Linked DNA regions of Arachis hypogaea: regions 1 and 3 are each linked to region 2. Evidence: chromatin contacts called from public Hi-C data. All regions are on one chromosome and are shown on one strand. The core of a region is the stretch at or near the end of the contact, and the rest is flanking DNA. Distances in the headings are between cores, read along the strand shown.

Region 1 (3,763 bases), core at 949-3,448, 38 kb after region 2:
CGGATAAAAGTGTAAAAAATATTAAAAAATTAAAAATTATTATTTTTAATTATTATTTTTAAATTTTTAATTTATTTTTTGAATTTAATAATTGAATAATATATTTTAATTTAATTTTTAAATATTAATAATAATTGTAAAGACATGTCTTACTCAAGCATGAAAATTTCTTTAGATTTATCACTGTCCACCGTCATCTAACTCGAAAACCGATAACAATAGTAGTAATATGTAGTAATATGTTACACTTAAAAGAAGCAAGCACGCAGAACACGATGAGAGTCGCAACAAAAATCACCATGTGACGCACTCAAGTTAAAATAAACGTAACTAATAAGATTGGTGTCTATTAAAGGGGAACGTGATATTGACAAGAGAGACGGGTGTGAATTGTGAGTCTTTCTCTCTTAATCTCTTTGAATTTTCTTTTTGTGATTTTTTTTGTTTCTGATTTCTTTCTTCTACTTTGTGCCTCGTGCAGAGTTGAACCAAGCTATCATTATCTAATTTTCAATTCCATCTGTCTCAATACTGTACTCACATTAATTTTATCTGTGATTTTTCGATACTTACATATGTATTCCCATTTATTTCATTTGAGACTTTCTATGCTTAAAGATAAATACCAGTAATTTTTGTTTAATTTAAATAAGCAGTCGTATATCAACATTAACAAAAATAATTATCTTTTATATTAATTACATAAATATTAAAATTTATTAAAAATTATTATTAAAAAATTATTAAAATTTTATTATTTATTATTATTATTTTTAATTTTTAATTTATTTTTTTAATTTAATAATTAAATAATATATTTTTATTTAATATTTAAATATTAATAATTAATTATTAATAAAAAATAATAAATCTTAATAATTTTTTTAATATTAATAATAATTATAAAGATATGTCTTACTCGAGTATGAAAATTCCTTTAGATTTATCACTGTCCACCGTCATCTAACTCAAAAACCGATAACAATAGTAGTAATATGTTGCACTTATAAGAAGCAAGCACGCAGAACACGATGAGAGTGGTAACAAAAATCACCATATGACGCACTCAAATTAGAATAAACATAATTAATAAGATTGGTGTCTATTAAGGGGAACGTGATATTGACAAGAGAGACGTGTGTGAATTGTGAGTCTTTCTCTCTTAATTTCTCTGAATTTTCTTTCTGTGATTTTTTTCGGTTTCTGATTTCTTTCTTCTACTCTGTGCCTTGTGCAGAGTTGAACCAAGCTATCATTATCTAATTTTCAATTTCGTCTATCCCAATTCCATCTGTCTCAATACTGTACTCACATTAATTTTATTTGTGATTTTTCGGTACTTACATATGTACTATCATTTATTTCATTTGAGATTTTCTATGCTTAAAGATAAATATCAGTAATTTTTGTTTAATTTAAATAAGCAGTAATATCATCACATTAGTAAAAATAATTATTTTTTATATTAATTACATAAATAATTATAAAAAAACAAATGTAATTACATGACATTTGATATTACTAGTACATCAAAATTAAAAATAATTTATATTTTTTTATTTTAATCAACAAAAAATATAATAAAAAATAAAATTATATATTCAACGTTATAGTTAATATTTAACACAAAAAAGATTATCTAAAATTTTTAAAAATAAAAACATCTAAAATTTAATTAAAAAATCTAAAATTCAAACTAAATAAAAACTTGATTAATTTGACAGCAGTGTTAAAATGTTAGCCTGAAATAATTAATTGTTATGCTATTGATTTTTTTAATAAAAAATATAATGTAATATTTTAATTACTTTTTTTATAATAAAGATATTATAGTTATTTTTTTATAAAAAATATTAATTTTAGATTAATTTAAGATTTAATTCATTATATTTTTGGCTAAATTAATTTATCTGATCTCATTTTAACAAAAATAACACAATTTAATGATTATAAATATTAAATTTTAATTAATAAAAAATATTTTATAAAAAAAATTTTAAGCAATATTTTAATCAGTTTTATTTGAGTGCTCCCCTTTCAAAATGATATGGCAATGTTTGCGCAAATAAGAAATACAGCATAACATGGTATAGTTTGAAATAAAAAAAAGGACACAGAATATGATGAAATAAAATATTGACATGAGAGAAAGCAGAAATAATAATAAAAATAAATGAATAAGAAAGACATATGATTTGAAAGAGCATTAACTCGCCACTTTCCATCACATGCAGAGACCTATGTGATTAGTATCTATCACAATAGGGTCCAAAATCCCCTATATAAAGAGGCTGGAAGGCCCTTCATTCTCCATCATCCAATCCAAGAAGACTCACAAACATTATTAAGAAAGCAAGAGAAATGGAGAACTTGTTTCGTCTAGTAGATCACGAGGAGTTTGTGTCAAAGAGGTGTATATGGGTGAACGGACCAGTGATTGTTGGGGCAGGACCCTCTGGCCTTGCAACTGCAGCATGCCTGAGAGAACAAGGGGTACCCTTCGTTGTTCTCGAAAGACAAGACTGCATAGCGTCGTTATGGCAGAAAAGAACCTATGACAGGTTGAAGCTTCACCTTCCTAAACAGTTCTGCCAGCTTCCTAAACTTCCTTTCCCTGAAGATTTCCCAGAATACCCTTCAAAGAAGCAATTCATCCAATACCTTGAGTCCTACGTAAACCACTTCGACATCAACCCTCACTTCAACCAGTGCGTTCACTCAGCCAGGTACGACGACACCAGCGGTTTCTGGAGGGTTAAGACCGCCGAGGTTGAGTATATCTGCAGGTGGCTCGTCGTTGCTACCGGCGAAAATGCCGAGTGCGTCGTGCCGGAGATCGACGGCCTTTCCAGCTTCCAAGGAGAAGTTATCCACGCTTGTGATTACAAGTCAGGGGAAAGCTTTAGGGGAAAGAATGTTCTTGTTGTCGGATGCGGAAATTCCGGCATGGAACTGTCTCTTGATCTTGTTAACCACCAGGCTTCGCCGTCCATGGTTGTTCGCAGCTCGGTTAGTTTAATTTTAACTTCAATTCTATTACTATTATTCCCTTGTGAAGGGTATTCATTCTGATGTGTTTGCTTTGTTCTTGACACAGGTTCATGTACTTCCAAGACAGGTTCTTGGGAAATCGACGTTCGAATTGGCGGTTATGATGCTGAAGTGGCTGCCGCTATGGCTGGTGGACAAGATCATGTTGCTATTGGCATGGCTTGTTCTTGGAAACGTGGAGAAGTACGGTCTCAAGAGGCCTTCAATGGGGCCACTGGAGATGAAGAACACAAAGGGGAAAACCCCTGTTTTGGACATTGGAACCTTGGACAAAATCAGATCCGGTGACATCAAAGTTGTGCCGGGAATCAAAAGGTTCAACGGCGGCGGCCAAGTCGAGCTCGTCGACGGCCAGAAGCTCCACGTGGACGCCGTTGTGCTGGCAACCGGATACAGAAGCAATGTCCCCTCTTGGCTTCAAGTGAGTAGCAACTCATATTTTTTTTCGTTACTCTTTGGATTCCAGATTATTTTTGTGAGCCAACTAAACTTGGAATTTTTGTTTTGTTTGTTCAGGAAGGGGAATTGTTCTCGAAGAACGGGTACCCAAAGATGCCGTTTCCACATGGATGGAAAGGGAATGGAGGAGTGTATGCTGTAGGGTTCACAAAGAGAGGGCTCTCTGGTGCTTCATCTGATGCTGTGAAAATTGCTCAAGATATTGGAAAAGTGTGGAAAGAAGAGACCAAGCAGAAGCAGCAGCGAACCACCG
Region 2 (3,562 bases), core at 1,006-3,505:
GTGATAAAATCATGGTGTGGACAAGTGAGGTTGAATGAATCACTCTCTTGTTGCATTGAGGAATTAGGTAGAAGATTGAGTGTTCATTTGATTCAATTCCCAAACTATGGTGTAGGCAAGTTAATTTGAGAAGTGCTTCTTTTTGTATTCAATTTTAACCCGTCATTTTTGTTTCAATTTCAATTTCAATTTCAATATATTTTTTATTCAATTTCAATTCATAATTTCATATCTTTTTGTTTATCTTTATTTCGTATCATTTGATATCAGATTTCAGGTATTAGATTAATCCTTATTTATTCTTCTTATGTCTTAAAAAGAAGTTACAATGCCTCTTGTATCATTTTTTATGTTCTTGTCGTCTTTGTCCATTATTATTTTGTCGTTCTTGTTAATTTCATTATTTAAAAAAAAAAAGACATACAATGCAAAAAGAAAACAAAAAAGTCAAATTTCATTACTCTTTTTATGTATCTTTTAGGTGTATCACCAAATTTCTTGTCACCACTTATCTTTTGTAAATGCCAATAAAGTTGCAAATTTAGCCATTCAAAAAAGTTTATTACGAATTAAAGGAGAGAGTAAATCTTCTTAATTTTTTTTAATTATTAGGTAAAATGTGAATTTTTATCATTTAATATCTTTTTTCACATATTTTTTCTTACACATGATTTGGATAAAGAGAATATGAAAGAAAAAAAGTGTGAAGAAAGAAAATTCATCAAAATATGAGTTTCTGATGTTTGGATAAGAAAGCAAAATGGGGTGCAAGAAAAAAAATAGTATGCCTCGAAGATGAGATGAAAATGAAGAAAAAATGTGTAAATAAGGATAAAATTACTAATTCACCTTTTAATTAATAAAAAATAAAAGACTTAAGAGTATTAATATAATTTTTTATTATAATTTTTTCTTTTTCTTTTTTTTTTATCTAAACAAAAGAATTTTTTTTCTATTTTCTTTCTATCTATTTTCTCTTTATCCAAACAACATATAAAATAATCAATTTTTACTTTTATTTTCTTTCTACTTATTGTTTTTCTTATTTTCTTTCTCCTATTTTTCATTATCTATCCAAATAAAATGTTAACCTCATTTACAAGTATAAAGTAAAAGATTATATTTTACTAGAAAATTAATGAAATAAATTGGGAATGAGCCTTCTAAGTTTGTAAATATTATATGCTTCAATTTTTTGAAGTTCTTTACTGCATGCTTCAAACTTTTTTTTGTGTCGGATGGATTCAACAATTCCTAATCTTAGGCATCATACACTTATAGATACTACATACTCACACACATATGACATATTTAAGGATTCTATCTATTAATTGGTTATCATCAAAATTTAAATTTAAATACAATATATTAAGAGACAACATATTTAGCCACTCAAACAAAATTCCAATTGGATGTCAGCGTCAAACTTAAATCAAATCTTTGACATTGTCATGCTGCATTATAAATTGTTTGGATAAGAAACTGTACACCAGTTGGGTTTTTCATACCAAAAAAGCCCAACTTTGAGTGAATAAAATTAAAAAAAATGGAATGAAAAACTGTGGTCTAGGAACACATGGGTTGTTTTGATTTTCTTATTATCATATCATGGAGAAAAGTGCAAAAATTCGTTTATCCTAACAATGATTTGTGTTATTTGTAAGTCAACCTAAAATTGAATGAAAATGAAGTCGCAACTTATTTGCTAATTGCTACGATATAATCCGCTGCTGATAGGAACTTCCCTTCAAAAAAGAAAATATATTTAATTTAAAATATAATGTGATTAAAAAATCACAAAGTCTTAAGATTGAAACTTTTGTAATTTGTTCCGCCAAACCCATTCGGAATTCACATGGCTCTGGCCCCAATAGTTTCCACCACTGACTAGCACAATCACACAAGGGTTACATTACATACCCATTACTCAAGAATAGGTACACCCAATTAAAAAAAAATAAAAAAAAGTTAGGGACCATGCTATATGGTATTGGACCCCCCCTATAGTTATCTAACATTTTATAGGCATCACAACTGTAATCTCACTAAGTTTATTAATGTTGATGATCTCACGGTCCATGATAATTGGGCCTCAAAAATTATGATTGTTGATTTGGATAAGCTTTGGTGAGAAAGAGAAAAGAGATAAAAGAGTTTGTTCTAGCTTTTGTTGTCATTATTATGGTCCATTCAAAATTTGTAGAAATAATACTAGTCCACAAGGTTCACCTGAAATGCAAACCAATTTTTGGTCCATTCCCAATGGTGTTAAGGTCCTCCACCCTATGAAAATCAATTTCTCTCACTATCCTATATATAGGCACTCCCTAGTTGTGGAAATTCCATTTGTATTCACATTTTGCCCATATTTCAATTTTTTTAGTATATGGCAATCTGCCATTTCTTTGGCCCACTTTTATTTATGATAATAACGTTATATTAAGGTTTAATTACTCTGTTGTTCCTATAATTTTGTGAAACTTTTAATTAGGTTTTTATATATATTTTTTTTAATTTCATCTTTGCACTATCTTTTTTTTTTAATTAGATCTTTTTTAACAGTAATTGGTTTAATTAAATAGGGACCCAAGTAAAAAAAATTGTGTAGGGACTCAAATAAAAAAAAAATATAAAAATTTAATTAAAAATTTGACGAAACTATAGCAACCAACAGAAATTAAACCTTATATTAATTCCAACCAACTTAATGGATAGAATAATCATTAATCAGTTCATTTATTCATTTAAATAAGTATAAGATATTTAAATTCATCTTGTGTATACAAATTTTTAAATTAAATTATCATTGGTAACAGATTAATTCTTAACTTGCCAGATTAAAAAATAATTTTAAAAAATAATATAATTTCTTGGCAATATTTTCAATAATAATATTCATATATCAAACACTCTTGATATTAATATAAAAATACAGTTATTATTAATTAATTAAATAATTGCATATTTAACTTTTTTAATTAATAAAATTAAAAAATGTATATTAATTGTTAAAAAAAATATTAATGTCAAAATAATGTTTACCATAAAAAATATTAATTGTCTAAGTAGTATGTATGTATGTATGTATAGTCCAAAAAAATATGGATTTTCCCCTATCAAGTGTTTAGACGAAATGGATAATGTGCGTAAAATCTTACATGCATATGCATCAAATACTACAAAGAAAAGCTAACTATATGTTTTAGTTTGTTCATTCATACATTACATCCATCTTCCAATACAAAAAAAAAAAAAAAAACGTTACATCTAACCATAAAGTTCTTTATAGAGGACAAGCTTTCATTTTATGTACTATGCAAAATCTCCAATTGAACCATCTAATATGTGTGTGGAAGCTTCTTCACAAGAATCTATAACAAACTAAGAAAATCGCGGAAAAAGATTTCCCAAAAAGGCAAATAAATAAATACCAACAAAAATTAAGAAAATGACTGTCACTATTTTTTTTCTTGTCAACTTTATTTCTGACACTTACTTAAGCGTATGAATGAGTTGACCACTCGACCAACCTAAGTTGGTTCTCTTCAAAACTATTATGTGC
Region 3 (3,504 bases), core at 903-3,402, 57 kb after region 2:
CAATAGATGTTTCCTACTTCTTCTTATTACTCATGTGACAACATTCACTAATGAATAAAAAAGCATTCAAGTTTAACACATGGGGTGGCTATTGTTCTCTCCCTCCACCGCAAAGGCCCATCATTCTCTCACAACTCACAAATAGTCCTTACATGTTTTCTACATATATTCAATATATCTATTTTTTTAAGATAAAATGGTAAATAATAAAAAAAAAAAACAGAAAGTCTTGAGAGTTAATATTATACAATTAATATTATAGTCAATATTTAATATAAAAAAATTATCTGAAACTTTAAAAAAAATATGGGTTAAGTACGATTTTAATCCTTAAGTTAGGGGTTAAAAATTTTTTCGTCCTCCAACTTTTTTTTTGCATTTGAATTTGTCTCTAAGATTTAACTTGGTTTAAAAATTTGCATTCAAAAACAAATCTCCATCGCTATCTCTCTCAACTCCAAAGAACAACAACAACAAAAGCAACGGATAATGAAAGAAACAGAAACAGAAGCAACCAGAAGCATCAATAACAATAATGGATAATAAAATCAGAATCAGAAGCAAAAAAACTATGAAAGCAGAATGAAATTAGAATCAACAAAAATAATAGAATCATAATCAGAAATAATGTAATTAACAAAATTAACAAATCCACAAATAAAAAATTCAACAGTATAATTAACAGAAGAATCAACAATGTAATTAACAAAATCAACAAATCAGAAGCAGAATTGGAACCCTAGAAAGGACCAGCGGCGAGAACGGAAGCACAGCGACGACCGGTAAAGACGCGAAGCACAATGACAAGTGACGAAGAGCAGCGGCGACTGGCAACAATCAGGGACGACCGACGACCGAGCAAGAAGGAGGAGCAGAAATGGCGAGCAGGGCGCGACGTCCACCTGCGGGGATCTGCTGGCTTCAATGTACGTTCGTCCCTCACTCTCCCCCCTTCTTCGTCTTTCCCTCCGACCTTCCCCTTTCTTTTTCTTCCTTTCTGTCCTTTCCCTTTTCCCGTGTTCTTTTTCTTGTTTTTTTTTTATTTTATAATTTTTTTAATTAGGGGTAGTTTAGTAATAAAAACTAAAATTTTGGTGAAAAAGACGATTTTAAAACTAAGTTAAATCTTAGAGATGATTTTATATGCAAAAAAAATTGGGGACGAAAAAAATTTTCAACCCCTGTATTAAGGACCAAAATCATACTTAACCCTAAAAATATCTAAATTAAAACTAAAACAGTAAAAATATATAGGTAGTGACGTAATTTATGGATTAAATATATACAAGTATTTGTCCCATTGTTTTGCTTAGCTTCCTCAAACTATGTACTTGCAGCTTCTCTTGTATCTCTTCACATGGGAATGTCTACAAGACTACAACAGACTTGAACAAGGTGGTCCTGCGCTTCTTCAACGAGTAAGTGGTAAAAAATAAAATAAAATGAAAAATGTGCATCCATATGCATTACAAGAATGCTGCGCCATATATAGGCATATATACCAATAATCTAGCTAACATGTATTTATATTCAGCAAAATCTAAATCTAATACATGATTTTCAGATTATGTCCCAAGATTTTGAGTAACATGATGAGGAGACGTCACTCATCATAAAAGTGTTGTGCTATAGTTAGTAGTATTAGTACCATTCAATAAGTACTCCTGACCAAAAAGTACCACTACTACTACTACTAATTAATATAATGATGCTCAATATATATCTAAATTAAATGACACGAAAATCTTATTTCTTTTCTATTTAAATAATAACGGAAATGTTTGTAACAATATTTTGAGAGTTAAATGAAATAGTTAATTAGGAGTAATAGGCAAGTATATAATAAATGTATTAGAAATAAGACATAGGTAGCAAGATGAGTGATGATGATAATGAAGATGTTGGGTAGACAATGGCAGTGTGATAAATGACTTGGTTATTATGAGCAGCTAGCCCATTCCACCATGTTTATTAATTTACTACCACTGTATATATAAGACAATGACACCAATGGTGGGATCTCACAAATAGTACCAACATGTGTATAGATGCAGCACTTTTTTGAAATGACGGCTTTATATGTTGTGTAATTTCAGAATATAAGATAATGTTGATTTAAAAAAAAGTCATGGGTGTCAGTAACGAAATTCTATCGTTTACAACTCTTAGATTAAAGTTTCGAGGATAGTGTTATGTTTGTGATAGAGTATAGAGTAGTTAAGTGTGCTGAGAGTTAGTTATATGAGCTGGAAGTTAGTTAGACTCTCTATACACTTAAGAGTGTGCCACCTATCATTAGATTGTTATATATAGTAGGATTTTGTAACTAACTAATAGTGTAGATTCATTTTTATTAATAACCAATAACTATCCTCACTCTTCTTTTTGTTATCTCTCATATTCTTCTCTTCTAATTCTCTTTTTCTTTTCTTATATACAGAAGGATTTTTTATTTTCTAGCTGGAGGAGAGAAACACTGTCTAATGAAATAGATTATATTCACATTTCTTATTCGAATTTTCGTATACAGGATATTTGGTCGGTTGGTAAGTAACATTTGGATACTTTTTATTGTTCTTTATCTCAAAATCTTAAAAATAATATTCTCTCTTACAATCCAGATGTGCAAGCAAGTTCTGAAGTGGATTAGTATTGGTTTGAGTTTCCTGTCAAAGTCGATGACTCACGCAATGGTTACTTGTGATTGTGTAAGCAACTGTTTGGCTGGAAAGAGCGGGAGAATTGGCTTTGGCTTTGGCGCCAACTTGCTCCGAAAAAGCACAAGTTTTTGGTTTGGTTGTGTCTTAAAGAGACTCTTCCTACTGTAAGTTTTCGTTTCAGAAGAGGGATGTCGTCATCGGATAGGTGCCCAATATATCTTTCTAGGCAGGAATCGGTTTACATTGCATTCGGGATTGTCTAAAAGTTCAGCTTGTATGGCATATGTTGGATATTTCTAGTCATCCTTTGGATTTGAAGAATTGGTTCTTGTATCATAGCAGAGAGCATCCGTTCAAGTTTTTTTCGGAACTTTGGTGAATATAGCAAGTAAGGAATAATGACATCTTTAATTCTCATGAAACTTGGCCTCCGAAAAAAAAAAAAGATTTGTCTGGCATTAATTTCAGAAAAGGAGTTTAGGAATATTTTTGAATTACAACGTATGTTCATTCCCTCTACTCTAATACTATGTTTGTTTGAGAGGAAAATGGAAGGAAAGAAAAGGGAGGAAAGAAAATGGGAAGGAAAATGATTATTTTCCATTGTTTGGTTGAGGAGGAAAATTAGAGGGAAAAAATGGATGGAAAAAAACTGGCGGGGCCTACCAATTTTTTTCTCTCAAACATTAGAAAGAAAATGGAGAGAAAACTAACATTTTTCTTTCTATTTCCAATACTATTCCTTCACTTTTTTAATATATATTATAATATATGGGTAAAATTGTCTTTTTATAACATTTCTTTCCTTCTTATTTTTTTCCATCCAAACACATCTAAAGAAAAT

What was found. A called contact is a pair of places that touch in the nucleus more often than the background predicts.
Region 1: a Hi-C map of leaf shows a contact between it and region 2, with 4 times the contacts expected there. The contact joins the promoter of LOC112695127 here to the enhancer-like site in region 2.
Region 3: a contact with region 2 is called in a Hi-C map of an unstated tissue, with 5 times the contacts expected there. The contact joins two enhancer-like sites. A contact is called at or near these places in 5 of 8 Hi-C or Micro-C datasets (leaf and an unstated tissue).

Annotation. Positions count from the first base shown.
Region 1 is chr6:507,276-511,038 of arahy.Tifrunner.gnm2.J5K5, reverse strand. It overlaps LOC112695127 (probable indole-3-pyruvate monooxygenase YUCCA5), which reads left to right and starts at 2,198. Exons shown (of 3, transcript XM_025747340.3): 1 at 2,198-3,009; 2 at 3,098-3,472; 3 at 3,568-3,763. The coding sequence starts at 2,362.
Region 2 is chr6:545,299-548,860 of arahy.Tifrunner.gnm2.J5K5, reverse strand. No RefSeq gene overlaps it. Among protein-coding and RNA genes, the nearest start is that of LOC112695128, 14 kb to the left of the region's middle. Within about 2 kb of position 2,255, at least 3 of the 3 cell types and tissues checked have open chromatin away from gene starts, as enhancers often do.
Region 3 is chr6:488,634-492,137 of arahy.Tifrunner.gnm2.J5K5, reverse strand. No RefSeq gene overlaps it. Among protein-coding and RNA genes, the nearest start is that of LOC112695126, 6.1 kb to the right of the region's middle. Within about 2 kb of position 2,152, at least 1 of the 3 cell types and tissues checked has open chromatin away from gene starts, as enhancers often do.